Regions from separate parts of the Triticum aestivum genome. Here region 2 is linked to region 1. A link is a contact called in public HiCAR-type data. All regions are on one chromosome and are shown on one strand. The core of a region is the stretch at or near the end of the contact, and the rest is flanking DNA. Distances in the headings are between cores, read along the strand shown. Region 1 holds the start of LOC123073520 (transcription factor bHLH162). Region 2 holds the start of LOC123073528.

Region 1 (2,790 bases), core at 187-2,686:
TGTATGACGCAGCCTCATCCAGGCTGCCTAGCTGGGTCATCGTATCCTATATACACATTTAAATTCCAACATTGTTAGAAAAATACGAGAAAAAATATAAAATATATCAAGGATGTTAATTTGTTTTGCAAAGATAAGTCTCTTATTGTGATAATGGAAGAGCTATATTTCCTGGATCTATGCATCCTGAATATGCACATGACCACACATAATAATCTTCTGAGTTTGAAAATATTACCAAATCATCTCTTGTAAAACTAACAGTGGATTATCTTCATACTTTTTCTTTAGGTTTACTTTCCCTCTGTCCCATATTAGTTGTCGCTGAAATGGATGTATCTCGGCGTATTTCAATGCTAGATACAGCTGTTTCACCGACAATTAATATGGGACGGGGCGAGTATTATTAATAGGTAAGAAATATTTGTGTGAAGAGCCGCATAAGACCCCGTACGTCCAATGGAGGCACAGAATTAATAAAGCATTATATGTATTCTCTTATATATTTGTGGATATCCGAATTCCGTGCTCAGTTTTTGAGAGATGAACAAAATGATTCTCGCAAGCTTGGAACAAAAGAAATTACGCATTTCAAACATCACACTATCTTGGATATTTCCTGGGAACTTTGGGCTGTATATTCAGAGTATGCCAGAAATATATATCGAGGTGAATTAGAAATTTCTATGTTTCAGTATTACTACTATTTTGTACACCTGGGCGTGAGGTCCATAGCATGATTGTACCAGTCGGCTAGCTTTGGTTGTCCATCTCAACGGGAAAAAGAATTAATGTTTACAAAATAGAACTCAATTGATTACGATATATTTCATGTGATGAGAAGGACTATACGTAATTACTATAGGATCTACTGGATACTGAATTGGCTAGAGTGAAATAAATGTCCATATATACACACAACAAACCCTCATGACTGAAAGATTTCAGAATAACTAAACGTGTTCATCTTGTTCCTTTTTCTGGGCCAGAGAAGAAGCTAACAAAGTGTCCCATTATTCAGCTAAAAGGGTAACAATTGTCCAGCATATGGAGTACTGTTTGTGGTCTTACAGGGTTGGAGAAGTATTCTTTTGGGATGAGGGAGGTGAGCTTGGCGCAGAGCGCCTTCATGTGCTGCCTCCTCTCCCTCTCTGCCTCTTTCCTCTCCACTACCCTCGCCGCCGTCGTGCCGCCGCTCGTCCTGCTCCTCTTCCCACCCCCAGCCGCCTTCGCCTGCATCTCCATCTCGACCGATGGTCGAAATGCAACCAGAATGATGGAGGGGGAGATGGGTGAGGAGGAGGAGTGAGGGTTTATGAATACAAGAAGGCAGCTGCTAGCTAGCTGTAGTGAGTGTTTTGTTTTTCATGGAGCAGCCAGATGGAGGTAGGAGATGAAGAATTCCAAAGGATGATAGGTAGTAGGAGGACTGGAGTGGTGTGGCTTAAATGGGAGGCGGACGGGACAGATGGGTGCTGTGTGTGCGCGCCCGCGGATAAGGGAAGGGCAGGCCAGGATGTGGAAAATATGCCTAAGTAGCTAGATATATGTGTGGACACCGCAAACGAACACTCTAGAGTATTAAAATATATGTACATATTGTGAAATATATGTGGTTGCACACTTGCACTGGTGAGTACACATGCTTGCGAGACAGGGAGCACCAAGAAATATCCACGGGTAATATCTTTTTTTTTTAGGAAATATCGACGGGTACTTTGATTCACAACCAAAACTTAATTTACGTACCACCGCACCAAATCTGTGGTGAATTATATTTGGTTGGGCAAGGTTTCCTTTGTGGTAGCTGGGTCCCACTTGTCATAGATTCAAAAAAATGTGGTTCTAAGGGCAACAACAGCAAATTGGCCTTGGCATGGGCCTAATGGCTCGAACCCAAAGCCCGATAGACAGGCCGGAAGCTTGAAATGTCCTCGAATATAGTTTTTAAAAATAAATGTAGTTATATGATGTATTTATGCACATATATACCCCGCAACAATACTTTTTAAATATAAAATAAGTCTTAAAATACATTTTTAAGGGAATGTCTTAAAATACATAATAGTGCATTTTTGTGGCCGGGCTAGGGTTGGGCCCGGATCGTCAGGATAGGGCTTATCAGAGCCCAGCCCGACAAATTCCTAGGTCTGGCAGCAAAGGCCCCTTCATATATAGGTCCTCGGAACGTTTTTTGGTGGTTGGAGCAACAAAAACAAACAGCTCTAGTTGGTGGCGTCCATCTGGCCATCCCGGGTGACGTTGCAATGCCGGTGCCTACCGCAGTTCCTCTACGCCCCTCCTCGACCCCGCCTCCCGCATCATCGCCACTCGACGCCTCCCCATCCCGAGCCCGCATCACCGCCTCCCCATCCTCGACGCAGCGTGTCACCGACTTGGGCAACAATGAGACAAGGGGGACGGCACAAGTGGCGGAGCAAGAGAGGAAGGAGAGGAAAACATAATAAAAATAAAATGTGAGACACTGATCTAAGCTGTTGCCGCTGTGCTGTTGTTGTTTACCAGTGGTGAGTAATGATGGGCTGGGCCGTGCTGAATGGACATGCAACTAAGCTCCATCTCCATGTTGGCCGCATTAATTCAGTGAGTGCGAGCAAAGCAAGACTAGCATGTCTGCTCCTCTGGATTGATTATTTGTTGACGGAAGAAAAAGAAACGACCAAGGAGAGCTCAGCTCATCGATCACATGCATGCGTCACCACGGTGACGGGAGCAAGGCTGACGGACGTACGCATGCATGAAGATGAAGCCCAAGATTGATGGATCGGC
Region 2 (2,790 bases), core at 137-2,636, 140 kb before region 1:
TGCAAGTAGCTAGCTTATCCATCCGACGCATGCACTGACGCACGACGCGGACAGCTCCACTCCACCGGCCACACCTAACAGACTGACTACTACCACCAGTACACACTCATGCTACTGCCACAAGCGCGTGCGCACACACTACACACACGCGCCACGCTGCTGCGTCCCACACGTCCCGCCCGTCCCGCGCGCCACCGACACGCCCGACGAACCTGACGAGCCCGACGGCACCAGTGTGTCCCGCCTGTTCCGCGCGCACCCGACGCGCCCGACGAGCCCGACAACACACGCGGTGGCTTATTCCAACAAAAATTTATTATCCATACCATCTCGTGTAAAACTATAGTTTTAAATAGTGGGCTACCTCTGCATTATATCATTTAGATGGGTATTATGCTAAACTGTTTAGGATCAATCAGCGTGATATAGCAGCGCGCTAACGATCGTGCCTCTATTTTCCATAACCCACTATTTAAAACTTTGCGTAAAACCAATTGGTGATTTTCTTTAGTCCACAGTGTCTTTGTACTTTGCACTACTGGCTTTCCAACCTTACCTCAGAGATGACATGAGCTTTGAAAGTACTCCCTCCATTTCTAAATATAAGTTTTTTTTTACAGATTAATCTGTATGTAGGCTATATACATCTGTATGTAGTCCGTATTGAAATATGTCTATATATATCTGTATGTAGTCCGTATTGAAATATCTAAAATGACCTATATTTAGAAACGGAGAGAGTAGTACCTAAAATGAAAATGTCCAACAAACACAGTTAATTGCCATCCGGCACATATATTTTCGGAATATATAAACTCATATTTTTCTGGACAGGATGAGATCACGATATAAACATGGAGAATTGCAGAGAAACAACTAGCTTGCTATCACACAGTTCAGTTATATGCAATGAGAAAAAAATAGCAAGTGAAGAGAGAATCGTGTTCTCAATTAGTTCTTACAGCGTGGGGGAAGTGTTCTTTTGGGATGAGGGACGCGAGCTTCTCGCAGAGCGCCTTCATGCGCTGCCTCCTCTCCCTCTCCGACCTCTTCTTCTCCACCAGTACCGCCGTGCCGCGGCTTGCCCTGGTCCTCTCTCCGCCACTCGCCGGCTTGGCCTTCCTCTCCATCTAGCTTAGCAGGGAGTGATCGATCAGCAACCACGGTCTTAATACTCTAGATGGAAATTTGAACGTAATGGCGAAGAAAATACCGAGGTGAAGGCAGCTGCTAGCTTCATAGCGGCAGCTAGGTAGGATGTGATGGAGGAGGAAGAACGAGTGCGTGGTAAGGGCTGGTCGGCCGGGAGGGGATCTGAGGATATATGCTAGGCCTATGGGGGTATGGGAAATATGCCAGGTATATATTGTGCTAAAAAAATGTGTGTACATATATACGAGGTATATGTGTGGCTACAGTAGTGGATTTCAGTACGTACACATGCTACGGTAGTGGAACAAGGTCCGGACTAAAAGGTATAGGCTCGCATGGACGGGCGGGGAGGATGGCTCCAGCTCATCCTCCTCCCGCTCGACCTCATCCATATTGGTGAGCATCTCCACCTCCTCCGCGGTCTGCGGCGCCTCCATCTCCTGCCGGCGACGGCGTCTTGCCTCCGCAACCGACTCCGACCGGACGAAATCGAGGATGGCCTGCTGCTCCGTCTGCAGATCCCCATCGCCAGCGTCCCCACATCCTCCTCCTTCGGCTCATCCCCCTCCTCCTCAAAGTCGTCGTCCTCGTCCTCTTCCACGTCATCTTCGTCCTCCACCTCCTCCTCCGGATCCATTGCATCCGGAGGTAGCCCCGCGGCGATCCGGGCTTCGCGCCTAGCCCGAATCTTCTCGAGGAGTTCGAGCCGGCCCTCTGGCATCAGAAATGGCTTGCTCCTTACCCGGCGGCGTGAAGGCATGGCTACTAGGCGGACGGGTGGACTGGAAAGTTGCGGCGGCGGCAGACAGGAGGAGGAAAATGTGGATGAATGGTAGGGTTTCGATGCCGCCGGTCGACTTAAATAGGCGGGTAAGGCACTACGCAGCCAGCCGGAGCTGCGCCACATGGCGCCACCGGTCCGACGAAGGTGGCGAGCTTCGAACCGCGGGTTTGAGGGCGTTTCCGGCTGGGACCCTTCGTCAGTTCGACATGGCGGGCGTGCCCGGGCGCCCTCATATCCGCTCCATATTTGGGCTGGATATGAGGGGCACCGGTCAGCCCGGGTCTTTGAGGCCCGTTTGAGGCGTCCGTCTAGGTCAAAAAATGTGACCCATCAATGACCGGACGGGGATGTATGAGACGAGTTTGAGGCGTCCGGCTGTAAATGTTGTTAATGTAGGAAAGAATATCTCTAACGCAGTGATAGGTGAGATCCTCCTTGGAGCAAGGCTAAAAATGCCGATGTTGTAAAAAGTCGATCCTACGGAGCATCGTTTTTTTCTTTGCGTGGTACGCCACCATCGTCATTTCGTAAGACGTCACTAGCTCTGTACTCTACCCCGTTGAAGTTAGACCATCGTCTTTGTGGTTGGATTCATTCCTTAGTATTGTCTCTATTTTTTAACCGACGATGTAGGCATTATTTGAAGTTAATATAGCTAGCATGAAAGATTTCCTGTCAAAAAAAAATCCGCCAAATAGGAACCACCGTATTTACTCCCTGAGCCCAAGAATAGGAACACTAGAGCTACAGTGTTTACTCCTGGAAAACAAAACCCACACACGTCTTTCTGGTGGCCGTAAGCTCAGGCCCCAGACCACGTTGTGGACCCAGAACAAGAGAGATGCATGCCAAAT

Evidence for each region. HiCAR-type assays count read pairs that join an accessible place to other places.
Region 2: a contact with region 1 is called in a HiCAR-type map of leaf, with 5 times the contacts expected there. The contact joins the promoter of LOC123073528 here to the promoter of LOC123073520 in region 1. A contact is called at or near these places in 1 of 5 Hi-C or Micro-C datasets (leaf) and 1 of 1 datasets of contacts at active chromatin or transcription factors (leaf).

What each region holds. Positions count from the first base shown.
Region 1 is chr3D:692,106-694,895 of IWGSC CS RefSeq v2.1, reverse strand. It overlaps LOC123073520 (transcription factor bHLH162), which reads right to left and starts at 1,436. Exons shown (of 5, transcript XM_044496617.1): 1 at 1,072-1,436; 2 at 1-46. The coding sequence starts at 1,245.
Region 2 is chr3D:829,490-832,279 of IWGSC CS RefSeq v2.1, reverse strand. It overlaps LOC123073528, which reads right to left and starts at 1,386. Exons shown (of 3, transcript XM_044496623.1): 1 at 1,214-1,386; 2 at 963-1,130. The coding sequence starts at 1,240.